Regions from separate parts of the Mus musculus genome. Here all the other regions are linked to region 1. A link is a contact called in public HiChIP or PLAC-seq, capture Hi-C and promoter capture Hi-C data. All regions are on one chromosome and are shown on one strand. The core of a region is the stretch at or near the end of the contact, and the rest is flanking DNA. Distances in the headings are between cores, read along the strand shown. Region 1 has its middle 17 kb from the start of Sec61g. Region 2 holds the start of Pno1 (partner of NOB1 homolog). Region 3 overlaps Ppp3r1 (protein phosphatase 3, regulatory subunit B, alpha isoform (calcineurin B, type I)). Region 4 has its middle 140 kb from the start of Gm31268. Region 5 holds the start of C1d (C1D nuclear receptor co-repressor).

Region 1 (2,700 bases), core at 135-2,634:
ATGATACAACTCACAGACCATATGAAGCTCAAGAAGAAGGAAGACCAAAAATAATCAAGGGAGGTAGAGAGAGAGAGAGGAATTAAGGGAGGGAGAAAGGAGTGGGGAGGAAATAAGAGGCCAGGATCAGGTGTGAGAGGAGACAGGGGAGATGTACAGAGGATCAGGCAATTGAACAGAGGTGTGTAGCATTTGAAATTTTATGTTGCTGGTTGTGCTCAGTCTTCTTGCACTCCATATGGTCTATTGCAACCCCTTGAACATATAACTTTTATAACTCATGATTGGCTTATTATGCAATGCATAACATTGTAGTTTTGATTATTATATGTCTTAGTGAAGTTAGTATTTTTGTGATGAAACCCCATGACTAAAAGCAAACTGGGGAGGAAAGGATTTATGTGGCTTACATTTTCACACCACCTCCCATAGGTGGAAGAAGTTAGGACAGGAACTCAAGCAGGACAGTAGGAGCTCCTGGAGGCAGGAGCTAATGCAGAGGCTATGCAAAAGTGCTGCTTACTGTTCCCAATGCCTTGCACAGCCATTCTTATAAAACCTGTGACCACCAATCCAAGGATGGCACCATGCACGATAATCTGGGCCTTGCCCATCAGTGACTAATTAAGAAAATCTCCTACAGGCAGAGCCATTTTCTCAATTGAGGTTTCTTCCTCTCTAAAGACTCTAGCTTGTGTCAAGTTAACATAAAACTAACCAGCACATCATACTATAATACAGTTGTTTACAATAGCCTATTGATTGACATAGACTACGTACATGTATGAAAGAGTCATAAACTCATCATTTTGAATAATTAGCAAACACAAACAAGGAAGTGGGAGGTATAAAATTATATACATGTACTTGTGTTATTTAGTTTGAATCTTGAAACAAAAATTAGAATCTGTACTAGGGAACAAGTATTAAACACTAAAAGAACCATGGTGATGCATATTTCTATGTGAAATATCTGGAAAAGACACAAGATGGCGATGTTCCACCAAGAAAATATACACAAATTCTGTGGCTGTATCCAAACCCTGGTGAGCCCTTGGACTGATTCCCCTCCATGCTCTTTTCCAAGGAGCTTTGGAAGCCATTTCTAGTATTGTAATTGCTATCTCCAATCAAAAACTATCCTTTAAACATCTCAAAATCGTATTAACTTTCTCTTTTCAGCTATCACTAATACAGTTCAAAAGTGCAGTAGTTTGATATCAGTACAATATTTACTACTATGGACACTCCTGCCTACTGAATGTTGAAAACTCAGTATAAGTCTATTGTAAAATAGCACCCTAATTTTTTAAAGAGTGCTTGGATCCCTCTAGAGTTCCTGATTTTGTGTTTCAGATAGTCATAAATAGAGGGCAGTGCAGGAACATGGATCTCTGACACAGTGGTGTGGGAAAGACGGAGGAACTGACTCTAAGTCTGTGCACTCTTTAACAACTTTGTCATCTAGGAAAGAAGACATAGCCAGGTTGTTAGGGAGCACCAAGAAACATTCATTCACTCAATGCTACAGAGGAAAGAAAATGGATCCATTTCCCAAACTATCTATTTGATTCAGAATCGCTTTCTTTCTTTCTTTCTTTCTTTCTTTCTTTCTTTCTTTCTTTCTTTCTTTCTTTCTTTCTTTCTTTCTTTCTTTCTTTCTTTCTTTCTTTCTTTCTCTCTGTGACACAGTCCAGCAAAGCCATACTGATGGAAGTGGAAAGGTCAGCGTAGGAACTTTGGGAAGGTCATGAAACCCTCAGCCCTCTGGAAGGGAGAGGCTAATTAGCATTTCTCAGACCTAAGGGCAGGAACCTGCGGGTGGGGACACATTCCTCAGGACAGACCATTGCTCACCTTCAGACAAGGGAAGTCCTTGTCACCTCATTCCCTAAAGACCAATCAGTTTAAAAGGTGCACTGTTCAGCCAATCATATTGTGCCTAGTTGCAGATGCTCTGTTCTGGCCCTGGAAACCATATAAAAATTCCCCAAACTGGTGCTGGGGGGTCACTGCCTCTCCTTTGGGTCTGGACGACTCCAGTGCACTGGAACAATAAATTCCTCTTGCTTTTTGCGTTGATCCTGACTCCACATGGTTCACTCAGGTGTCCCTGGTAAGCTAAGGCTCCCCGGAGTCTTACAAGACTTTGCCACTCTGGTGGCAACAGAAAAATCCAGAAAAGGACATTTGGACTTTGGGTCTAATGTCCAATTTTTATGTGATCCCTGCACTGACAGATGCTCAGCAGCCAAGGCAAGATGATGGAATTGATGGTACATATTACCGTTAAAGTCTCTGGTCTGTGAGAGAGGGACTTGTGGATTGTAATTATGGTACTCCAGGATAGAGACTCAGCCTGCCCTGAATATTGTGCATAATTCTTTGAGCTTGTTCCCAAGTGGCTCTAAGCTCTAGTTTGCTTTTCTAAAAGATGAAGGAAGCCACATCTTTCTCACGGGATTGTTTGTAAGATTAACAGATGCTCTGTGCAAGTGCTGGCACTCAAGGTCTCATTATGCGATTAGTTTGTGTCCCTCCTCTCTTTTGTGGTTACCTGCAATCCTGTGACTAATTCTCTGCTTCTGAGATAAATTCCAGTGGCAAACCTCCAAGTGAGTGCAGGGCTCTGGTCCTGAATGTTTATAAAGGGATGTGAGCATGCTCCTCACAAGGTTTGCTCATATTTTCTGTCCTTTC
Region 2 (2,700 bases), core at 8-2,507, 690 kb after region 1:
CATGTCTATGGGTGTATATCATCTATGTCATACCTTAAGGAACAAATGATGTGGTATACGTTAAGCTATCACTGTGCATCTGATATATGGTATCAGCAAATACTAAGAACACAAACCAATGACCCTGCAGTAAACAAGGCAGCTAAAGTAGAACAGAAATGTATAAACTTCTGAAGAGAGCTTGAGTTCTCTTGAAAGCTGACTGGAACTGAAGTAAGAAGACAGCAGAGAAAGTGGCCTTCTCCAGAGACCAGAGCCACCAAAGATACTGGCAGGGGAAAAAAAAACCAAAAACAAAAAAAAACAAAAAAAAGGGAAACAAACACAACTGGGTCTCCTACTTGAAAGGCAGGCTTAGTCAAGTGTCTGGCCTTTATCCCTTAGGAATGCCGAGGAGGCTAGAATACCATAATAAAAGCATTGTGATATGGGAAAATTAATTTGGCACTGACACCGAAGATCTACTGAAAAAAAAATAAAGGAATTAATTTACATTTTTTTCTAAGTGGCACACGTTTCCTCCAAAAAGAGCACTTACACTGAAGAAAGTACCTACAATTACCACTTGTTTAGGCACTACCGTGTATCATTGTCTACTTTTATTAAGGCTGAAACTACGAAATGGTAGGCTACGAAATGGCTACCCTCTTCCTTACCCTGATTTCTACATTCCTTGATTTCAGGTTAAAGCGTATCTGAAGTCCCAAATGTTCTACAATCGGAGTAAATATCTTCATCCAGTTTTCTTTCAACGGTGTGTATCTGTTACCTGGGACGGGAATTTTCCTCGTTTCTTCTTTCCCAGTCTGCAATAAAAACATACACACTCAGGAGGCGACTGAGAGATGCGGGCCTAGGCGAAAAAACAAACAAACAAACAAACCCCCCAAAACAACAAAACAAAACAAAACCGAGAACCGACCCTTTCACCTGGACGCCCGGGCCCCGCCCCGCCCCGTCCCGTCCCGTCCTGATCCCCACCAGGAGCTGATCCCCGGAGAGCGGCGGGAAGACCGGCCTCTTCGCCGGCCGCGCCTCCTCCGTGTCCATGCGTCCGGCTTCTCCATCCTGTCCCGCCGCTGACGACTGCTCAGCCTGTCGTTTCTTCGCCCGGCGGCCCCCTCTGTGCGTGACGGGAGTAAAGCCGTCCTCCGTTCCGGTGCTTTGCGTCTCCATCTCGGCCAAGATCAATCCCGGCAAGTACGACTAGAGGAACACGTGCGTGGTTGTACAGCGCATGCGCCAGCCTCCACCAATCGATTTGAAGACACCACCCCTTTTCCTAGGCGGGGTCCATGCCAGGGGCCTAAGGCTGGATTGGTCCGCGTTTCGGAATTGCTGTCCTGGGATATGCCTGTTTGCTAATGTCTCCGTGCCCTCATACGCTCGCAGCCGAAGCATTCACAGTCTTTACTGTGTCTATGTAAAGTCGTTGTGGTAACGGCAGTAAATTAGCTTGTGCCATGTGTGGAGAAGCATCTGTTGCGGTCTCAGTAGCTCACACGGCATTTTCGGAGGCATCCAAGCCCAACTTGCTAAGGCTTCCGGGTAGAATGCGGCTAGGGAGGGACAAACTGCCCCTGATCTGTTTGCAGTCTGGTTACCAAGTTAGCGTTTGGTTGCATCTACACCATGTCCACCTTCGAGAAGCCTCAGATCATTGTCCACATTCAAAAGGGCCTCAACTACACAGTGTTCGACAGCAAATGGGTGCCCTGCAGTGCCAAATTCGTGACGATGGGCAACTTTGCCCGGGGCACCGGCGTTATCCAGGTGTACGAGATCCAGCGCGGGGACCTCAAGCTGCTGCGGGAGGTGGGTGCAGGCTTGGACCGTTTGGGTTTGCGTGATCTAGGGTCTGATTCCTCAATGCTCCAGCAGAAACAGAAAGGAGGTGACAGATTGAGAAATACTTCAAACTAGGCTCTCACTGCAGCCTCTTCCTCCCACCATCCTCCGTGCAGTCCGTTGCAAGGTTTCTGGGAAGTGAAGTTAACATTTCGTGGCAACGTTCTTGGACCTTATAGGCTGTTAGCAGTTGTCGTAGTCTACTAGTAGATATATGCAATAAACCCACATTTCATACAAGCAAAACCAAAGGAGGCACCGGGATACCTACAACAAAGTTGATGACGAACTAGTAAATACCACATCCTTTCAAGAAGTGTCAGTTCAATGCCTGATAGTCCCAGGCATGGGAATTGCAATGCCAGCTATATCATGGAGTTTATTTTCTGTTGGGGGAGACAGTCCAACAGCCAGACCAAGAATGCATACATACATGTAAACTCATCAAGATGAGTTTTCTAATGTGCAGGTCTATAAAAGTAAAAACAGATGCAGGACGAGTAGAAACTAACTAAAGCAAATTTAGAGTAGAGTATGAAGTTTCTTACAAAAAACAGCATGTGAGAAAGCTCAGTGATAATGGTGGAAGGTAGTTTATTATCTTTTTAAAAAAGAAAAACACGAGCTAGAAGTGGTGTTGCACACCTTTACTCACGGCAATCAAGAGAAAACAGCAGGAGAATTTCAGTTTGAAACCCTATCTGCAACAACCACAACCCCCGTAAAATAAAATAAAATACACATTCATAAGGGATAAGTAATGACCATTGCAAGATATGTAAGACATTCCACAGATTTGTCCTTCATTTTGCTTTAAGGAAAACAGGACACCACTGAAGGACTTTTAGGCGG
Region 3 (2,700 bases), core at 133-2,632, 660 kb after region 1:
ACATAAATTTATGTTTAGAATTTATAGCTCATTTGCCTGTTTTGTCCGATAAAATAGTTGCTTAATATTCTAAAGATATTTAGGTATATCTCATAACTAATTGATTCTTTCTTCCTTCCCCAGGGAAATGAGGCGAGTTACCCTTTGGAAATGTGCTCACACTGTAAGTTGAATATAATGAGAGCAAGCATGTGTTTTGCTTATGAATCTGGGGGGAGGGGCAGGCACACATCTCTATGATGAGTACTTGATTTTTTATCAAATGTGGCCTACATTTAAAATGGAGAAGGCATGGAACACACACTCTTGAAGTTACTGAAGTAGGAAATATTTAAAAAGTAGATTTTATTATTAATATATACACAACATTAAAGGTTAAACCCCTAAATCTCTGTGAACTAAGAGGGCTCTTTTCAAAGTGAATTTGTAATCATGTTTTTTGTTTGTTCTGTTTTGTTTTGTTTTTTTTTTTTCTATTTGTTGATCCATGGATCTGGGCTTCTTTGTTTTGTAATGTTAATAACTGTACCCAGAATTCCCCAGATCATTGGGGAAATGGAATTGCAAAAACATGAAAGCCGAGTTTCGTGGGCTAGAACTTGTCACATAACTGGGTCAGCTGCCACCTGAACTAGGGAGAAGAGAAACAGATGTGTGAAAATTGTATTTTGACATTTGAGACTTTTGGATTTTGATGGAATGGGTCAGGGTGACTCTGAAGACCAGCAGATTTCTAGAGTGAAAGTCAGTTGTCAAAGACTTCAGCTACTGTAAATGTTTCTATATAAGCTTGGGGATGGCTTTTTAACTACATTTTACTTATCCCTACATACAGATGTGGGGGGCAGGGCTCACACGTTTGCCACAGTGTCAGTGTAAGTAGAGATGAGTAGGACATTTGTGGGGATTGGTATTTTTCTTTGTACCATACAGGTCCATAGGATCCAATTGAGGTAGTTTATTAGGTGTGGTGGCAAGCATCTTTACTGGTGTGTCTTGTTTGTTATTATTTTGTTTTGTGGTTTTTTTGTTTGTTTGTTTGTTTGTTTGTTTGCCAGCCCCTTATTTGTCTGTCTGTTTATGAGACCTGTTCTTATAGTGTAGCCTTTGCTAGCCTGTAACTTTTAATGTGGAGCTGGTCTTGAACTCACAGAGATCTGCTCTCCTTTGCTTCTTTGCTTCTAAAGTGCTGGGATTAAAAGCATCCATTAGTCAGTGTCCTGTTGCTGTGAAGAGACACCATGACCATCACGACTCTTAGAAAAGATAGCATTTAATTGGGGCCGACTTACAGTTTCAGAGGTTTAGTTCATTATCATGGCAGAGTATCAAGGCATGCCAGGACATGTTGCTGGATGTGTAGCTGAGTGTTCTACATCCCCAGGCAGCAGAGAGCCTCTGGGCCTGGCTTGGGTTTTACCCCCAGTAACACACTTCCTCTAAAAAGCCATGCCTACTAATTCTTTCAAAAATGCCACTCCCTGGTGGCCAACCATTTCATCTAAGTGACTATGGGGGCCATTCTTATTCATACCACCACATCATGACTGGCTCTTATTATTGTGTGTTTATATATGGCATGCCTGTGTGGACACATGTGCCATAGCATGTGCATGGAAGTTAAAAGACAACCATGGAGTCTGTTCATGTTCGTTCGTTCTCTCTCTCTCTCTCTCTCTCTCTCTCTCTCTCTCTCTCTCTCTCCCTCTCTCTCTCTCTCTCTTTCTCTCTCGATAGGCTTTCTCTGTGTAGCCCTGGCTGTCCTGGAACTCATTCTGTAGACCAGGCTGGCCTCGAACTCAGAAATCCGCCTGCCTCTGCCTCCCGAGTGCTGGGATTAAAGGTGTGTGCCACCACTGCCGGAGAGTCTGTTCTTTCTTATCTCTGTGTGAGGTCCAGGGATTGCATTCAGGTCGTCTCAAGTCCCTTTACCCTCTTGAGGCATTTTTGCCAGTCCAGGTCTTAACTTTATATGTATATTAGATGGAAGCTTAATATTTGAAAGGCTGGATGTTAATTTAGGATTAGAGTTGTTTGTGTGGTTGCAAAGTTCTAGAGCCAGAAGCTTAACATTCACTTTGTAGCTTCCTGATTTTAGAATAGGCCCTTTCATAGTGTGGCTTGTAAATGTTCTTACAAGTTTAATGCAGTCTGCCTTCCCTCCCTCTACTCTTCTCTCTTTCTCTCCCCTCCCCCCTCCTTCCCTTGGTAGCATACGAGGATTGCCATGAGTTGGAGGTCATACTAGAATATGTAATGAAACTGTGTCTCAAAAGACTATGGTCTGTCAGCTAACACATTTGATTTAGTTGTCTGTAGTAGAACCCTAGAGAGCACAGTAGATTTGGGGAACATGTATAATACAGAGTTAATCGTCAGCCTCTGGTCTTCCTGCCTTGACATTCTGAGTACTGGAATCGCAGGCATCTGTCAGTATCTAGTTCATGAGTTATTGATGATGTCTGGTTTTTATCCATTTGACTATTACTTGATAATTTTGAAGTATCTAAGAATTTTAATCTAGAAATACCAAAAGCCCGTGTGAATACTTGTAAATTTACGATTCAAAACTAAAATCTGGCCATTTTATTTTTGTTAATTTCATTTGTGCCTAGGTCTCTGTGTGCAAGTGTTAGACCAGAAGAGGCTGGTCCCCTGAATCTGGAGTTAGATGCAGTTGTTAGCTACCTGGGTGTGGGT
Region 4 (2,700 bases), core at 19-2,518, 940 kb after region 1:
TAGATTACAGGGGAGGTGGAGATGACATCGGTTATACCTCATTGCACACCTTCCTAGTAAACAGATGCCTCAAGAGAGGATTTTTCATTATGATCATTGTCTGAAGAGTAGAGCTTGTAGGCGTAGACTGTTTAAATAGGAGGTGAAATGTCTCTTTAGACAGGCCATGGATTCCAAATTTTCTGGAAGTTACTGGTTTCCAAGCAGGTAGATGCAAGGCATCTAGTTTTTTACCTGTAGAGGGAGCTCTCTCCCCTCTGCTCTCTCTTTAATTTCAATCCCAACCTTGGTTCTTAGAACCCTGCAGTTCTGAGTTCTTTCACCTGGCTTGGTGGAGAGTTTGTGTTTGGCTCCAAACCAGCAGTACTTTCACAATCTGCACACGTTAAAGGCAGCTAAAATGCTAGGACACCAGCCGGGTGGCGGCTTGAATCTGTGATTCCCAGGCAGTCCAGGGAAATGATAAACAAAAGTCTTTTGTGCAATATTAATAAGCTTTAAGCACTCCCCAGTGAGCCTCTTGTCATCCAAGTAAGTCATGTGTATCAAAAGCCCTTATACGTGGAAGTTTGTTTTCATATCTGGCCCACGATGAATGGGAGCCCCCTTTGCCATGTTGTAAAACAAACATTTGTTTATTTTCTGAGCAGAGCTGGCAGTACGACTCAGAAACTGGAGCTGAATGGAGAGCCCCTTTCCAAGGAGGCGCCTTTGAAAACCCTCTGCCGCAGCTTTCCAACTGTCAACTGATCCTGAACTGGGTTTACATTAAGACAATAACAGTGTTTCCTAAATAAATAAGTTAGAGACACCCGTGGGCCTTAATCAAACCCATAAATGGCTTGTAGGGTGGGCCAAAAGGTTTTTTTTTTTTTTTTTTTTTTTTTGCTGTGCAGAGAAATAACGTCTAGTTCATCTTACCATGTATGGGAAGCTTGTGTTTTTGAGACAGAAGGGTTTCTTTATGGTAATTATACTGTTTTTTTTTTTTTTTTTTTTTTTTTTAAACCAACAACAAAAACAAAAACCGCCTGATAGAGCTTTCTCTGGACCTCTGGGACAAAAGAATGTGACACTTTTCTTGGGTGAATGCCACGGTGCCAAGCAGGCATTTTCTAAAGAAGAGAGGTGTGGTCACCCTCCCAGTCGATAATGTAACCCCCTCCTGGCACGTAAAGAAAATAAATGAAAGCTGTAAGATGAACCATCTGCTACTGCGATCTGGCTTCTTTCTTCGTTGACTTGGGGCTTCCGGGAATTCCTTTCACTCCAACAAGTTTCAAGCACAATGGCCTTAGAGGCAGAGGGTGGAAACCAGGAAGCACCACTGAGCGCCGGGAGCTTGGGTTTCTGCGGGTTTTCCCGGAAGGCGGGAATTTCAGCCTCTTACTGGAAGCTGCGTTTCTCCCGTAAAAGACACATTCTAGGGAAAGACTGAAAGCTGAAGAGCTGAAACAACAGTTGCATGTAAATGAAAACAAAAAATTAAATACTACTGCGCATCGTAGGAAGTCTGTAGAGATTCTTTCATACAGGTATCCTCAGCTGTACGGAATCATCATTTGCAACTTTCAGAAACAAAAGCTTGACTATAATATATGTATAATATGACTTTGGTTATAGCACATGCATAATTTTATAACTTACTTTTGGAAGGCTTGGATTTTTTTCATGTGCATTTCCTCAGACTACCATCTAATATTTATAATAATCATTTTTCATTATTATAACTATGTATAATATACAACTAATATTATTACAATGTTATAATAACATAACCAATATTATAACATTGTTTCCACGGATGTACAACTTTCCAAGTAGATGTACTATAATTCACATGTCTGCCTTTTTCTTTCAGGCAACATGGGATGCTTATGATTGCTTTCACAGCACAATTTCTTTCTTGGAGAAATATTAATTGGGATAACCACAAAGTTATTAATACTTAGGGATTTTTAACACACAATATCATATGGTTTCCCAGAAGGACTTGAAAACAAACTGCTTTTCTAACTGCAACCACTCACTACAGTGTAGTCTTCTTAGCTTTCACTTCCTCTTTGCCCTTTCTGTCTGTCTAGAACAATCCCACCACTCACATGTCCTTCTTTAAACACCTTCACATAAGCATTTCATCTATGTGTAAAAGTGGTTCTCGGATACTGTCTCTCTGAGACCTTAGGAGAGTATGCCAAATTCAACCTATTTTTATTATTACAGACAAGAGTGTTTCATTTTGTAGCACATTGCTAATTGCTATGGTTTTGTCTTGTATAAGATGTACTTACTTGTGGGCTAATGCGTAATTTATATTCATTTCTGAACCTTGCAATCATTTGTGCTAATGTGGTAGACACACTTTGAGAAATCTGCCCAGGCCAACAGATTACCGAAACCTATGAATTAACCCCTGTGCTTGGTCATGCGACTCCCTCACTCCTGCCACATCCAACGGGACTGAGATTGAGCGGTGTGTTGGAGGAGTGAGAAGATGACAGGAGAAAGAGAAGGCAGGACCTCCACATAGAAAGCAAAATGGAGATGGGAGAAAAATTGCTTCCTTCATTTCTGAGGATTTTCTAGTTCTTGCTTCCAGTGATTAAGTCTGTCTGGTTACATGTTCTCAAGTGTCACTCTCTCATAGCTTTACACATGCTGGGAGATGCTGAAATGCTGATGCTTCAGAAACTAGACAGA
Region 5 (2,700 bases), core at 182-2,681, 730 kb after region 1:
ATCATACATACATACATATTAAAAAAAAAAAAACCTTGTTAGTGTTTTAGGGCTTCTATTGTGGCAGGGAAACACCATAACCAAAAAGCAAGTTGGGGAAGGAAGGGGTTAGGGCTTACTCTTCCATATTACCGCTCTTGCCTAAGGAAGTAAAGGCAGGGACTCAAACAGGACAGGAACCTGGAGGCAGGAGCTCATGGCTTGCCCAACCTACTTTCTTATGACAGCCTAGGACCACCAGTCCAGGATGGCACCATGCATAATTGGCTGGGCCCTCCCCTGTCAATCACTAATGATATGCCTTGCAGGACTGCCTACAACCTGACCTTATGGGGCATTTTCTTAATTGAGATTCCTTCCACTCAGGAGACCTGTGCCAAGTTGACATAAAACTATCGAACACAGTTAGGAATGATGGCACGGCCTGTAACCCTAGTACTGATAATCCTGAATTCAAGGTCAGCTATATCACACAGTGAGACCCATTCAAAAACAAAAACAACACAAAATATGAACTTGTACTTTTCATATCTTCACACCCTCATTTAATTTTTGAAACTATTTTTCATAACTATCACCTAACCAGGTATCGGGCACTATATTAGGGAAGCCCCTCCAAAGATTAATCTGAGGTGCACAGTTTGGTCCGGAGGGACCCAACTTCCATCAAAGCAAAGAAATGGACAAAGGTGTAAGGAACATTCAGTTTGAAGAAGCCTAATCTAGACAAAATGCCAGGGCCTTCGACTCCAATCTTGCCACCTTGGCGGGAGACCTTTAAGTTCTTTGCCTAGCATGGCTGTCCACTCTGAGAGGCTCTACCAACAGCTGATTGAGAAAGAGGCAGATACTTACACCCAACCATTGTCGGACTGAGGTTAGAGACCCCTACGGTTGGATTAGAGGAAGGGTTGAAGGAGCTGAAGGGGAGGGTGACCCCATAGGAAGATCAGCAGTCTCAACCAACCCGGACCCCGGGGGGCTCCCAGAGGCTGAGCCAACAACCAGGCAGCATACATGGGCTGAGCCAAGTGCCACCCATTCCCCAGCCTCCTGGGACCTATGTAGCAGAGGTCTGCTTAGTCTGGCTTCAGTTGGAGAAGATGGGTCCAATTCCCAAGGGTCTTGAGGCCCCAATAATGGGGGATGGGGAGATAGATGATGGGGAGCAGAATGGTGTGAGGAACTGGGTGGGGGACCGGGAGGGGGGTAACGCCTGGAATGTAAATAAATAGTTAATTAAAAAATGTGTCAAAAAGAGAAAGAGAGAGAGGGGGGAGGGAGGGAGGGAGGAAGGAAGGAAGGAAGGAAAGAAGGAAAGAAAGAAAGACAGACAGACAGACAGAAGAAAGAAAGAAAGACAGACAGACAGACAGACAGACCACTGCACTTAGCTCCTGGATGGACAGAGGCGGGGCAAGCCTCGGGACTGAAGTGCGCACGCGCACGACCGGGAGAGACGCACGGGCGGCAGGCAGAAGCCGTGTCATGGCGTCATCATCGTGCGACCTATTTCCCGGAGACAGGCGTCCACGGTATTGAGGTATTGTGCAGAACCGCGTTCGGGTGCTTGTCGTGCTCCCGTCACAGTCTCTTTTCCCGCACCCCGGGATCACGTCCGTCCTGTGGCCGACTGGGAGGAGCCGAGCGGGACTGCTCGCTTCTAGCGTAGTCCCTGCAGTGGCGGCTCTCGGGCTTTGCTTTGGCCTTTAGTTTCTCTGTCAATACCGTCTTCATTTCGCTGCCACTGTTAACGTTGCCTTTCAGAGGTTGAAAAGCGACAAGTAAAACACCCAACGCCATCAGCTTCTAGCTGATTCCAAATCTAAACGGAGACAAAATGGAAGGTGGAAAAAGTAACTTTGCGTGCAGCCCTTCCTGTTCCGCCCAAGGTCGGAATGCTTGCGGTGGCAGTGTTAGCCCTTTTGAAACAAGGGTTTCCTTAATTTTACTTTTTCTTTTCCGAGACACAGTTTCTCAGTATAGCCCTGGCTGTCCTGGAACTCGATCTGTAGAACAGGCTGGCCTCGAACTCCGAGATCAGCCTCCCTCTCTTAGGTGTTAGGATTAAAGGCGTGGGAAACCGGGCCGGGCCGGCAGCTTTCTGCTGTAGCGGATTGTATTAAGAGGAATTTTTCAGTGTCATCTGGGAAAATTTCATCGTGGCTCAAATTTCTGTTGGAAGATAGCGTTAATGACTTAAAATGTGTTGACTACAATTTAGTTTTGGCTTGGAAAAGGTGTATTTGCCCTGGTGAGATGTCTGTGGTGTAATTATTAACCTGTTTGGACTAAGAGTAGACAGAACTAAGTATCAACGTTAGTTTTTATTTATAAATGACAGCTATCCTTATTGAACTTTAGAAAACTACTTCTGGATGGTGGAATTGATAGACTGAATTGTTTTGTTACAAGATAAGATGACAGTGTGAACAGTTTTTGTTGTTTTCTAGTAATAGAAGTGAAATTCCCAAATCAGAGATGTTGTGGATGCTTTCCGGTACCTATAGGGATGCAGTTTTCTCTTGTTTTTAACTTTGAAAAGTTCTATGGGTAAACAGTAGCACTTGTTTGCAAGCATTTGACTCTTCATGTATGGCTCTGAATAGTCTACAGTGGATTACCTCTTTGTTATTTCCACTTTCTTAAATAATAACTAATATTATGAACTAGTACTTTGAGCATTCTACTAATGGAGTA

What was found. Promoter capture Hi-C pulls out the DNA fragments that hold promoters and counts their contacts. HiChIP or PLAC-seq counts read pairs in DNA pulled down with a chosen protein or histone mark. Capture Hi-C pulls out chosen DNA fragments and counts their contacts.
Region 2: a contact with region 1 is called in a promoter capture Hi-C map of embryonic stem cells, with 4 times the contacts expected there. The contact joins the promoter of Pno1 here to the enhancer-like site in region 1. A contact is called at or near these places in 11 of 39 promoter capture datasets (the 3T3-L1 cell line, the C10 cell line, cranial neural crest and 8 more), 1 of 15 datasets of contacts at CTCF or cohesin (pro-B cells), 12 of 484 Hi-C or Micro-C datasets (B cells, CD4 T cells, the G1E-ER4 cell line and 8 more), 22 of 115 datasets of contacts at active chromatin or transcription factors (the NIH/3T3 cell line, acute myeloid leukemia, astrocytes and 12 more) and 4 of 9 other capture datasets (adipose tissue, embryonic stem cells, liver and 1 more).
Region 3: an H3K27ac HiChIP or PLAC-seq map of embryonic stem cells shows a contact between it and region 1, with 5 times the contacts expected there. The contact joins two enhancer-like sites. A contact is called at or near these places in 4 of 39 promoter capture datasets (cranial neural crest, maxillary cranial neural crest, pre-B cells and 1 more), 1 of 15 datasets of contacts at CTCF or cohesin (pro-B cells), 3 of 484 Hi-C or Micro-C datasets (all in embryonic stem cells), 4 of 115 datasets of contacts at active chromatin or transcription factors (all in embryonic stem cells) and 1 of 9 other capture datasets (embryonic stem cells).
Region 4: a capture Hi-C map of embryonic stem cells shows a contact between it and region 1, with 2.6 times the contacts expected there. The contact joins two enhancer-like sites. A contact is called at or near these places in 1 of 115 datasets of contacts at active chromatin or transcription factors (embryonic stem cells) and 1 of 9 other capture datasets (embryonic stem cells).
Region 5: a promoter capture Hi-C map of embryonic stem cells shows a contact between it and region 1, with 5 times the contacts expected there. The contact joins the promoter of C1d here to the enhancer-like site in region 1. A contact is called at or near these places in 1 of 39 promoter capture datasets (embryonic stem cells), 9 of 484 Hi-C or Micro-C datasets (CD4 T cells, the HPC-5 cell line, Th1 cells and 5 more), 8 of 115 datasets of contacts at active chromatin or transcription factors (DN3 thymocytes, the NIH/3T3 cell line, cardiomyocytes and 2 more) and 3 of 9 other capture datasets (adipose tissue, embryonic stem cells and liver).

Annotation. Positions count from the first base shown.
Region 1 is chr11:16,524,102-16,526,801 of GRCm38.p6, forward strand. No RefSeq gene overlaps it. Among named protein-coding and RNA genes, the nearest start is that of Sec61g, 17 kb to the left of the region's middle. Within about 2 kb of position 1,385, at least 39 of the 459 cell types and tissues checked have an H3K27ac peak or open chromatin away from gene starts, as enhancers often do. A contact at or near this core is called in the NIH/3T3 cell line, adipose tissue, differentiating embryonic stem cells and 6 more, where this site is marked.
Region 2 is chr11:17,210,332-17,213,031 of GRCm38.p6, forward strand. It overlaps Pno1 (partner of NOB1 homolog), which reads right to left and starts at 1,258. Exons shown (of 7, transcript NM_025443.2): 1 at 982-1,258; 2 at 657-806. The coding sequence starts at 1,176. It overlaps Wdr92 (WD repeat domain 92), which reads left to right and starts at 1,562. Exons shown (of 8, transcript NM_178909.4): 1 at 1,562-1,815. The coding sequence starts at 1,633.
Region 3 is chr11:17,181,984-17,184,683 of GRCm38.p6, forward strand. Ppp3r1 (protein phosphatase 3, regulatory subunit B, alpha isoform (calcineurin B, type I)) reads left to right here. Exons shown (of 6, transcript NM_024459.2): 2 at 124-163. Among named protein-coding and RNA genes, the nearest start is that of Ppp3r1, 24 kb to the left of the region's middle. Within about 2 kb of position 1,383, at least 16 of the 459 cell types and tissues checked have an H3K27ac peak or open chromatin away from gene starts, as enhancers often do. A contact at or near this core is called in embryonic stem cells, where this site is marked.
Region 4 is chr11:17,459,858-17,462,557 of GRCm38.p6, forward strand. No RefSeq gene overlaps it. Among named protein-coding and RNA genes, the nearest start is that of Gm31268, 140 kb to the left of the region's middle. Within about 2 kb of position 1,269, at least 50 of the 459 cell types and tissues checked have an H3K27ac peak or open chromatin away from gene starts, as enhancers often do. A contact at or near this core is called in embryonic stem cells, where this site is marked.
Region 5 is chr11:17,256,116-17,258,815 of GRCm38.p6, forward strand. C1d (C1D nuclear receptor co-repressor) reads left to right here and starts at 1,432. Exons shown (of 5, transcript NM_020558.4): 1 at 1,432-1,543.